Linked DNA regions of Mus musculus: region 1 is linked to region 2. The links are chromatin contacts, called in public Hi-C maps. All regions are on one chromosome and are shown on one strand. The core of a region is the stretch at or near the end of the contact, and the rest is flanking DNA. Distances in the headings are between cores, read along the strand shown.

Region 1 (5,276 bases), core at 1,179-3,678, 380 kb before region 2:
TCTCTGCTCTCTGCTCTCATTCCCATGTCCAGGTCCCTGCCTGGAGCTCCGGCACTGACTTAACCTTGACAGGCACTGTGATGTAAAACTGTCAGCCAAATAAAGCATTTCCTGCCTGACTTGCTTTTGGCCATGATCTTTATCACTGCAAAAGAAAGAATAGGTCCTGGTCTAGAAGTACGGGAACATCTACAGTTAAACCGAAGGGTTTAGTAACAAGTCTCAGGGGAGACCAGTCTAAGAAACACTAGGCTCATCTCAAAGTTACCTTCTTTTTGCCCGAAGGGAATCAATTGTTATGTATTAAATGTTCCACAAACATTTGGGATGCCATATCCCTCTGGGATGTACTTAGATGAGCAAACCAAGACCGGGAAACTTACATGGCCTGACCAAGTTTACAGTCATATAGTCACTTAATCAGGGGCTAAAACCTCTGACTTCTGAGTAAATTCACATCTTCTTTATAATGTATCATGTGTGACGCCTCCGCAACTAAGCTATTCCTAAACTCCTGTAAATACTTACTATGTTCTTTATCATGCCTTTAGGTTCCTAACCAAATTCTACCTTTTCTTACTTGTTAACTTTTCCTTGGGATTCAGAGTGGCTCAAGGAGTGGCTCCTGCAACAAAGCACTCTGCAGTCAATCCTTGTCCTCATCGGGCTGGAGGCTGGAGGGGAAATCATTTTCCAACTGACCCTACTTACCACTCCTGCTCCTGTCCTTACCTGTACCTGTTCTTACTCACATTTCTCTTTTCTTCTCTGTCTCCATCTCTGTCTCTTTTTCTGTGTGTGTCTTCCTATCTCTCTGTCTCTTCCCCTTCCTCTCTCAATCCAAGAATGACCTTAAATTTAAATATTTGATCACCCTACCTCTACCTCCTAAGTGCTGGAGTTACAGAGGTGCGTCAACATGTTCACTCACATGTACCCATGTATGTGGTAGCAGGCAAAGAACAACCTCAAATGTAGTTCCTTGGGGGCCATGCATCTTTTTGTTAGAGACTGTCTTTCACTAACCTAGAACTTCCAAAGTAGGCTAGGCTGGCTGCCCATGAGCCTCAGGGACACAGCACTGGACGAGTATATGCCACTGTACTTGGCTTTTTCTCTTCATTATTTAATATAGGTTCTGGAGATTGGTTGGGTCATCATGCTTGCAAAGCAAGCAGTTTTCTAGCTGAACTATCTCTCCCCCAGGTACTTTGCTTTTAATTGACACATGATAAGTGTGTACATGTTTGGGATACAGTGTGATATTCTGATAAACACGTGTGATGTGTAATGACAAAAGAAAAACATCACCTCAAATATTTGTTGGTGTTGCAGTGCTTTTTATGACCCAGTAATCTTTCATTGTGTGGCTGTGCCATATTTTGCTTAGGTACGAATGTCCTGATGGACATTAGGCTTCCTCCATTTGCCTATTATGAACACTGCAACTGTGAACATTCCTGTACAAGTACTGCTTTCAACTCTTTTGGAGGGCCATCCACTTTGTTCTTGGTGCTGTTTTTGAGGCAGGGTCTGACCTTGTAATCCAGGCTGGTCTGAAACTCACCATGTAACCTCAACTGGACTTGAACAAAGTATTTTCGTTTAAGTAGACAGGAGCAAGGCTTTGGCTCCTCTACTTAATAACAACTTCCTGTTCCCTCCCCCCTACCCCCCCCCACCCTGTCCAAGCCCTCAAGGTTGTACTAGAGTCTGGGATCAGGAAATAATGGGTTCAGGTTCAGCTATCAATCCGAGCAAACAGGTAAATAGTGGAGGAGGCCTTGTGGACATGAGGAGACCAAGCTGAGCTGAAGCTAGAGGGACAACTAAGAAAGATGAAGAGAGTATCATTAATATTTTTTAAAAAAATCAGTCCTTACCCAGTAAGAATAGAAGTATATTCTTAAGTAAGATTTTGTTCTGTTTTGAGCTTTGTTTCGGTTTCTGTTTGTTTGGAGCAAGGTTTTCCTGTAGCACGGCTGGCCACAGAACTTGCTATATCATGGAAACTGGCCTTGAATTTGTGATCTTCCTGCCTTCATCTCCTGAGTGCTGGAATTACTGGCAAACAATGCCTCGCCCTGTTTATAAAGCGCTTGGACTAGAACCTAGTGTTTGCTCACAATGGCCCTATACTCTGCCTGTTGAGCTACATACAATCCCAAGAATGTGTGAGTGAAAAAATTCTATTTAAACCCTCTTTCAGCTAAAGGATTCCAATCTGAGGGCCCCCCATTTTTAGCTGCAGAAAATCCTCACTTTAGGGTGCATAATAGGAAACATGGTGCATCTCCAGTGGCTACTGAAAAGAAACAAAAACCACAAGAAGTTGGAAGCTGCAAAATGCTAACATCTCTTCAGAGACTCCAAGCCCTTTCCAGAAGTCTGGGCTTCTCTTTGTAGTCTGGTTGCTATGGTTCTGTCTTGTTGTTGCAAAATACTGTCTAATAGCCTCTGGTAAGCGGTTAAATAAGGAGCTGATAACCATGGAGGTACTTAGAGATCTCTATCATTCAAGCCTGCCTCCCAGCCCCAAGCCCTCTGACTCAGCCTTTATTCCTACCCTCCTATTGTTTATGCAGCTACCCATGATTAAAGGGAGGAGGAAAAAAACACACACATTCAGCCAGTTGTCTGCCAAGGCAACCTGGGTTCTGTGTGACAGAAATACCAACAGGCTGAAGGCTGACTGAGTTTAGCCACAGATGGGGAAAGTGTGTCCCGGTACATATTCTGCCTAGTGAGCACACATGCTGCATGAAGATATGTCAGTGAGCTCATGGATGTGGGAGTGAGTGTATGACTGGCTGGGATGCTAATGCTTATAAAAAGGGAAAAAAACATCTGGATCAAGGGTGGCTAGTCACTCTCTTCTCACAGCACAGTTCCTCAATAGCTGATAGGACTGTGGCCATCTGTGTCTGTACTCTTCTCTCTTTCCTGTCAGAAGAGGAGTCCCTCCTCCAAACCACTGGACCCTTATGTGGTTTTGGTGTTCGTTCGTTTGTTCGTTTGTTTGTTTTGTACATTGGCTTTATTGAGCCTGATTTGTGTGCAATCAATGACATCCATCCAAAATTTACAACTCTTTGTTAGAAAAATATTTATTGAAATGTTGTTCACATACCACGAAATTCACCCATTTCAAGCATGTAGTTAGTTAAGTGATTTTTTTTTTGCACATGAAATTAATTTTAAGCTGTGCTAACCATATCAGTTATAGTCATTTCAGCCATTTTCATGCAAGTATATATTATATATTGAGCTTATCCTCCTCCCATATCCATATCTCCCTCTTCCTCTACCACCCCTACCTTAGTTTCCTATATGTTTACATTACAGTTCTACTCCTCCAGTGTGTGTGCATGTGTGTGTTCTCATAATTATTGAAACAGGTCTCATGTATCTGAAGCTGGCTTCAAACTTGCTGTACAACCAAGAATGACTAGAATTCTTGATCCTCCTGCCTTCACCTTTTGAGAGATTGGATTGCTGGGATGTGCTAACAAGACCAATCTCCTTCTCCTTCTCCTTCTCCTTCTCCTTCTCCTTCTCCTTCTCCTTCTCCTTCTCCTTCTCCTTCTCCTTCTCCTTCTCCTTCTCCTCCTTCTTCTCCTTCTCCTTCTTTCTTTCTTTCTTTCTTTCTTTCTTTCTTTCTTTCTTTCTTTATTTCACTTCAGATTTTATCCCCCCCTCCTGCCCATCCTTTGAACTGTTCCACATCTCGTACCTCTTCCCAAACCCCCTGTCTCCACAAGGATGTCCCCACCTGCCACCTCCCACCCAACCAGACCTCTAAACTCCCTGGGGCCTCCAGTCTCTTGAAGGTTAGGTCCATCTTCTCTGAACCCAGACCTGGCAGTCCTCTGCTGTATATGTGTTGGGGATCATATCAGCTGGTGTATGCTGTCCGGTTGGTGGTCCAGTGTTTGAGAGATCTTGGAGTGTGTGTGTGTGGGGGGGGGGGGGGGCGCGGTGTTCCTGAGACAAGATCTCACCACGCAGCCCTAGCTAGCCTGGAACTCACTATGTAAACCAGATTGACGCGAAATTCTGGAGTCCATGAAGAGATCCTCTTCCATCTGCCTTCTGAATGCTGAAATTACAGGTATACATCACCATGCCCAGCCTTTCCCTACCCCACCCCCACCCCTCTCCCCTTTCCTGTTGGCTGAAGTCTTTCTTGATTATAACCATTGTTTCTTTGTGATAGCCCTATGCACAAACATTGATAAGCATTGTTCTAGTTTCAGCCTGTTATTGTGACAAATATCTTGACCAAAAGCAACTGGGGTGGGGAAGGGGGTGTATGTGAAAGCATTTAATTTACTTGTATTTCCTGGTCACAGTCCATCATTGAGGTGAATTAGGGCAAGCATGTAAGCAGAAACTTGATGCTGAAACCATGGTGAAGCACTGATTACTGGTTTCCTTGCATGATCAGGCTTAGTTCACATTTTTATACAGCTCAGGACCACTGACCCAGGGATGGCGCTGACCACAGTGGGCTGGCCCTTTCTATAGCAGTTAATGATCAAGACAATCCCCTGAAGAGAAGCCTACACACCACGCTAATCTAGGCAACTGCTCAGTTGAAAATCTCCTGGCTGTACGACCCTGGCTGTATCAAGTTGACAATTGAAGTTAACTAAGATGAGCAAAATGTGTGTCTCTCCACATGTCAGAATTTATTGGAAAGCAATAAAATCACAAGGTGTAATGGTTTCAATGTCAGCAATTTGTCATATAATCTCACCTAACTGGAAAACCAGGCCAAGGCGAATGAATGCAGGACTTTTTGTTTAAATTTTACGTTAGATTATACTATTATTGATTCTCATACCATACATCACACATCTACCTGCATATATATGATTTACACAATGAATACGTGTTAAAGAGGCAGCAGCAGTGTACCAAAGGTTTGTGTAACTGCGCTGAGAGCCTTTACCTTTAAGATAACTAAGGAGACCAACCAGAAAGGGCTGCTGCTGGAGTTGCTGAAGTTAGGGTTTGAGAGTGAAAGTGCAGAGTTCAGCTTCTTGGTGAAAGACTGGACTGAAGTCTGAGGGCAGAAAATGGCAGCTTTGAATATAGATCTAAACAAGCAAACAGGTAGATGGTTAGTTAGTGAAGTCAAGTATACCTTGTCATATGGAGGAATTAGACCATTTTATTGGTCTAGAGTATTTGATAAATTCTTGTGCCTTGTTTCTTTGATATGATTTCCACACACCCATATACCCCTCCAGTCTCAATTCACCATGTTGATC
Region 2 (5,166 bases), core at 1,954-4,453:
CAGTAGGAGCAATTGAGACCTAGTCTGACCCAGGAGAGCCTTCTTACATTGCTTTACAAACTACATCCAGTAACAAGAGCTGATTTAGAGAACCAGCTGAGAAAAGGCAAGGACCACAATAACTCCCAATAGGCAGAACCCAGGCACCAACAATATACAGACACCAGCTAACCTCCAACTCACAGTCCTCTGTGTCAGGTGGGACAAGTCAACATCAAGGTGATTGGGTTGGGAAACTGTCACTAAGAAATCACAGAATTTGAGGCCTAAATTGACAGTAAATTATATATGAAATAATAGTTTAATGGAAAGATAACGTATTTGGGGAAATGCAAAACAGTACTTCCACTCTCAATTTACCATGTCTTCTATTCAATTCCTTTAAACATCACAGTGGTCCCTCTCCTACCATGTTCTTTGATTTATCAATCTGAAGGTATATTCCATCTCTTCAACAGTTGAGAAATGTGCCCTTGTCATAGCATTGAATTATTGACTATTTGGGATGGAAACACTGCAGATACAGCCTTAAGGTTCCATGGTCTAAATCCAGTTGAGCAGCAATGGAGTAGTTAGTTGATCATGGTAAGCAACTGACCTTCTGAAATGTAGAGGACAGAATGGCAATGGAAGAAAATGGCTCCAACTAAAAATAATCTGTGTAGAAGAAAGTAAACAAGAAAGAATTTAAAGACAGTCTCTATTTGTGACTTTCACTCAATGTAGAGTATTTAGGCTTTAGAATTTGGCTACAGTAAAATGTGATTACTGGTTGCTTTTCAAGTTGGACACCAAACCACAAATGCACATATACCTTCTTTACAATGAACATGGATTATGACACTGTGTAGGTCATCTTGCTATCTTCATCATCCTCCTTCATCTCCCCTTCTTTCATCCTCCACTGATGCTACTTAGGTGTAGGTCTTAAGAAAGACTTGAATTTGTTGCATTTGTACTTTGCAACAAACACTCCATCGTCTAATGTGAGGTACTTGTAAGTAGGAAGTAGATGTCTAAATAGGGCCCTAAAAAGTCTCCTGAGTAGAAACCACTCCAAGGATACCAGGCAGTCTGGGATGCTGAAGCTTATTGTTGAAAATGCCTAGCAAGACAAGAATGATGCCTGGGCTATATAAGCTTTAGGCTTATATAGAAAAGGAATTAGAGTTTGGGTAGACTTGCATACTGCAGTCCTGATCAAGGTGAGGTCTGGTCGATTATTGTCTCAATTCTAGTTCTGCAATGCATGCTGCCTGGGTCAACACTGTGGATTTATTCACAGTTGTCAAGAACCCCAGAGAATTTCATATCCATCCAGCTTTTCTGAACTGTTCAGATCACCCAGACAAAGCTTCTTGGCTTCTCCTTGGCTGGAGACACAGGGAAGATCAAACTCCAAATGGCTGTATGTGTGACAAAGCTTCTTGGCTTCTCCTTGGCTGGAGACACAGGGAAGATCAAACCCCAAATGGCTGTATGTGTGACCTTCACTTGGTTTCCAATGGGATGATCCCAATGATTATGATCAGATCTCAAAGAGACATGGACTGCCTTTGAGAGATCCAAATTCAATGCATGCACATCAAATATATAGGGATAAGTCTACTCTAACAACCTTGACGCTTATACTGTGGAACAAAAAAAAAAGAGTAAAATGTCAGTTTTGCATCAGCAGCAGCATCCTGAAATTATCAGGAAACACACCCGGTGTTTACAATTCTTCTTCAGGCCTTCTGCTGGCAAGAGCCCTTCAAGAAGGCAATTAACAGCTCCATGCTCCTATTCCCTCACCAACACTAGAATCATACCACCTACTCATCCCAAAAGACTCATATTAGCTTGAGCCCATAAACGAATCATTTTAAAACTATTCATTTAAACTAATAAAGACTTCATAAGATCTGTACTGGGAAAACTCAGGGCTGTTTATATAACCAGAGTCCAGAGTTTTAAAGACAAAAGTCTGGGCTCCAGCAGCTCTCCAGAACTTAGGCTCAGCCACCTGTCCCCATCATACCAATTAATGAGATGGGTAACAGTGGAAAGCAAAGAGAGAGAAAGAGAGATTCAATGTGACCACAGTGGGATGAGAAACAAATAAAAGGGTCCTGCCATCCCCTGTTCATCTTCATGGTATTGACATGAGCTTTAGGCTTATATATAAAAGGAATTAGAGCTAAGGGAGACCTACATAATGCAGTCCTGACCAAGGTGGGATCTGGTTGATCATTGTTTCGATCCTAGTTCTGCAATATTGTCCAAAGACCTCAGAGACCTCAGAGCTGTCATTGTCATTGCTTGAAGAGATCCATCTGCTTCCTTCAAGATGATCACTTCTATTCCTGAGCCATGGATAATCATCCTCATCTGGGCACATGTCTGTCCTGGGAGGCTTTATACTTCCAGAAATCCAAGTTGACTCCAGGTTTGGGCAATGACTTATTTTTGTACCTTCTGTTAAAATGAAGGAACTAGACAGACTCAAAATGAAGGTGGAGATGTCAGGCTTTCGTCCTGCAGACCCAACTGTAGGATCAATGCATTTTAGCAAAAGCAATTTTCTAAACGCCTGATTCATTTAATTGTTCAAATAGGAAACTTCATTCTCCTTTGGAGGGTTTCCTAGACCTTAAATAACCCTATGAATTGTTCAAATAGGAACTTCATTCTTCTTTAGAGGGTCTCCTAGACCTTAAATAACCCTATGAATTGTTCAAATAGGAAACTTCATTCTCCTTTAGAGGGTCTCCTAGACCTTAAATAACCATATGAAATTCCCTGGTTTGCCAACTACTTTATTTTAAGGTAAGTCCAGTATAATGTTCCTAACAAACCTGAGTCAAAGATCTTTTTCTCATAAGTTAAAAATAAATACATTAAGGTTTACTGAGTCCAGCCAATGAATGACAGGGATGAGATTCAAGACACAAAGGCTACCACCACCCCCACTTTAATGGAAAGGGGTCTACTATTCTTTCTTCCATGGACAAAGGATCTTCACTACATGTTTCTACTCATAAATGCACAGACAAGGCAGGAGATAGTTGTATAAATTCTGCTTGACAGATACCAAACCTAGACTATTATGCACAACCTGATGGAATAATTCCATTTCTTCAAGGTTGTTGTTGTGGTTCGTGTATTTCAACACTCAGTCCTCAGCTGGTGCTGCTCTCTGGGGAGTTGTGGAACTTTGGAGAGTGGGGACTGTTTAGATAAACTGGGTCCCCGGAGAGCAGGTCTACTTGTGCATGCTTCTGCTCTGTGAAATGTAAGCGCAGTATGTTGCACTTTTCTGCTGTCCCATCATTAATATGACCTAGCTCATCACCACCCAGCATCTTACCTGTTATTCTGCACATCTTTTCTGTGTCATTTGTTAAACATCCTGAGGGTGAAATGGAGCTGGCCCAGAAAATCTATTGTGAGCATGTCTCAGTGTGGGGCTCTGTACACAGGGCTCTAGCTGCTGCTTGGGTCCATCTATGAGTAAAAAATGCTGCTTCATGTTGGAAAATGGTGAAAAAAGAGGCAATTTTGGCTTTGGTAGCAAACAAAAGAGAGAGATCTCCTAAGCTATGACAAGCAAGAAGCAAGCCCCAAAGATTTTTTCTTGCTCTTCTTGTTTTCTCAAAAGAAGTCTCTTCCTTGGCCATTTTGCTAAGTGTAACTAACAAGCTGTAAAAGGACTGGGAGAAAACACTACAAGTACCAGGACTCTGTAACCTCCTTGGATACCTGATGTAGAATAAATGACCTGATTAATTACTGAATTTAGTTATGGCCCAGGCCCTAGGTACCATAGGAGTGCATAGCACTTAAGCAGCACTTAAATAGTACCAGGGCAGGGCTTTACACACAAGATGTCATTTAACCATCTCCATGATATAAAGAGAATTCCATCCCTAGTGCCACTCAAAAGCTATGGGAACTGAGGCACAGAGATCTCACAGCTTATAAGTGACAAGGTTTGGATTTGAACTGCATCTGGTTCCCAGGTAGATGCTTTAACACTGCACTGTGACTGCCATCCATTCTTCTACTTACCACAGTTGCTCTGATCTAACTATCACTGCTTAAGATATCTGTCTCTGCAGACACTAAGGGACAAAGAGTTCAGGAGATTTGCTCAAAGCCTGCAGCAGCTAAGGCATGCTAGAGATAGAACTGGACCACACTATCCATGTTTCTGTCACTCTGGTGCTACTAGATCCTCTTAGGACAAACAACAGAAATCATCTGCTGTTTAAGATGCAGTTACTTTTCCAAACTGTTCCTCAAGTCAATGCACAGCTAGGTTCTCTGTCTCCATTTGATCCCTTAGTCAGTCTACCATGTGCCATTCCAAGTGATTCTCCCAATGACTTCCGTCAACTCTCTTGCCCCCTCATCACACAGGTCTTCATGCAGATGCTTCAGACAACAAAGGGGAAAGGTCAGCTGCAAATACATTTCTCCTCAGTCATGAATCTCCACATTGTTTAAAAAAAAAAAAAGATAGTACGGTCCAAAAGTGTTTAAGCCTACCCACACAGTAATGATGGGCAGTCTGAGACCTGGAGCTTGGGCTCAGATATCTCTCTAGTAACCCTTCCTGCTAACAAATGCCTAACTCTACTGAATTCTAATGCTGCTTGGCCTGCACTGGGTCCTCCAGGATTGCTTATCTGTAACAGACACAGTGCACTGTGATCAGAGAGAAGCCAATACATGCCCCTGGTGGATAAAAGGCACATCATTCCTAGGTTGGCTTCAGACACATGTTATGGCCCCAACCTTTTTGAAACTCCCTGGTGTGGTGGTACACACCTGTAATTCCAGCACTCTGGAAGAGAGGTAGAGGATGAGATTCTCGAGGTCATAATCAAACCATGCAGTGAATTTGAGGCAATGCTGAGATATACAATACCCTGTGTCCAAAAAAAAAAATTAACTCGAAACAGAATATGGATCCTAATGCAGAAGGGGAGAAAAAGACAGCAATAAAGGAAAAATAAATGCAGAAGCCATTGGTCCTGTTACAGACTGTTTGCATCAGGATCCTGTCAATTGCAGATGACAACTTAAGAGGGAATCACCAGAGACTTGGTGGCATGGTGCTTATTAAAAACAGAAAGCCTTATTTCATGTGTTAAGATAGAGGCACAGCATTAATAACACTGG

What was found. Hi-C and Micro-C count contacts between places; a contact is called where the count stands out from the background.
Region 1: a contact with region 2 is called in a Hi-C map of olfactory sensory neurons, with 3 times the contacts expected there. The contact joins two enhancer-like sites. A contact is called at or near these places in 4 of 15 datasets of contacts at CTCF or cohesin (the NIH/3T3 cell line, large pre-B cells and pro-B cells), 25 of 484 Hi-C or Micro-C datasets (the HL-1 cell line, adipose-derived mesenchymal stem cells, bone marrow-derived macrophages and 12 more) and 14 of 115 datasets of contacts at active chromatin or transcription factors (the NIH/3T3 cell line, bone marrow-derived dendritic cells, differentiating embryonic stem cells and 11 more).

The regions. Positions count from the first base shown.
Region 1 is chrX:167,047,018-167,052,293 of GRCm38.p6, reverse strand. No RefSeq gene overlaps it. Among named protein-coding and RNA genes, the nearest start is that of Gm8817, 21 kb to the left of the region's middle. Within about 2 kb of position 2,428, at least 96 of the 459 cell types and tissues checked have an H3K27ac peak or open chromatin away from gene starts, as enhancers often do. A contact at or near this core is called in olfactory sensory neurons, where this site is marked.
Region 2 is chrX:166,666,013-166,671,178 of GRCm38.p6, reverse strand. Gm1720 (predicted gene 1720) reads right to left here. Exons shown (of 9, transcript NR_046015.1): 5 at 4,813-4,913; 6 at 599-657. Among named protein-coding and RNA genes, the nearest start is that of Gm1720, 6.6 kb to the right of the region's middle. Within about 2 kb of position 3,203, at least 4 of the 459 cell types and tissues checked have an H3K27ac peak or open chromatin away from gene starts, as enhancers often do. A contact at or near this core is called in olfactory sensory neurons, where this site is marked.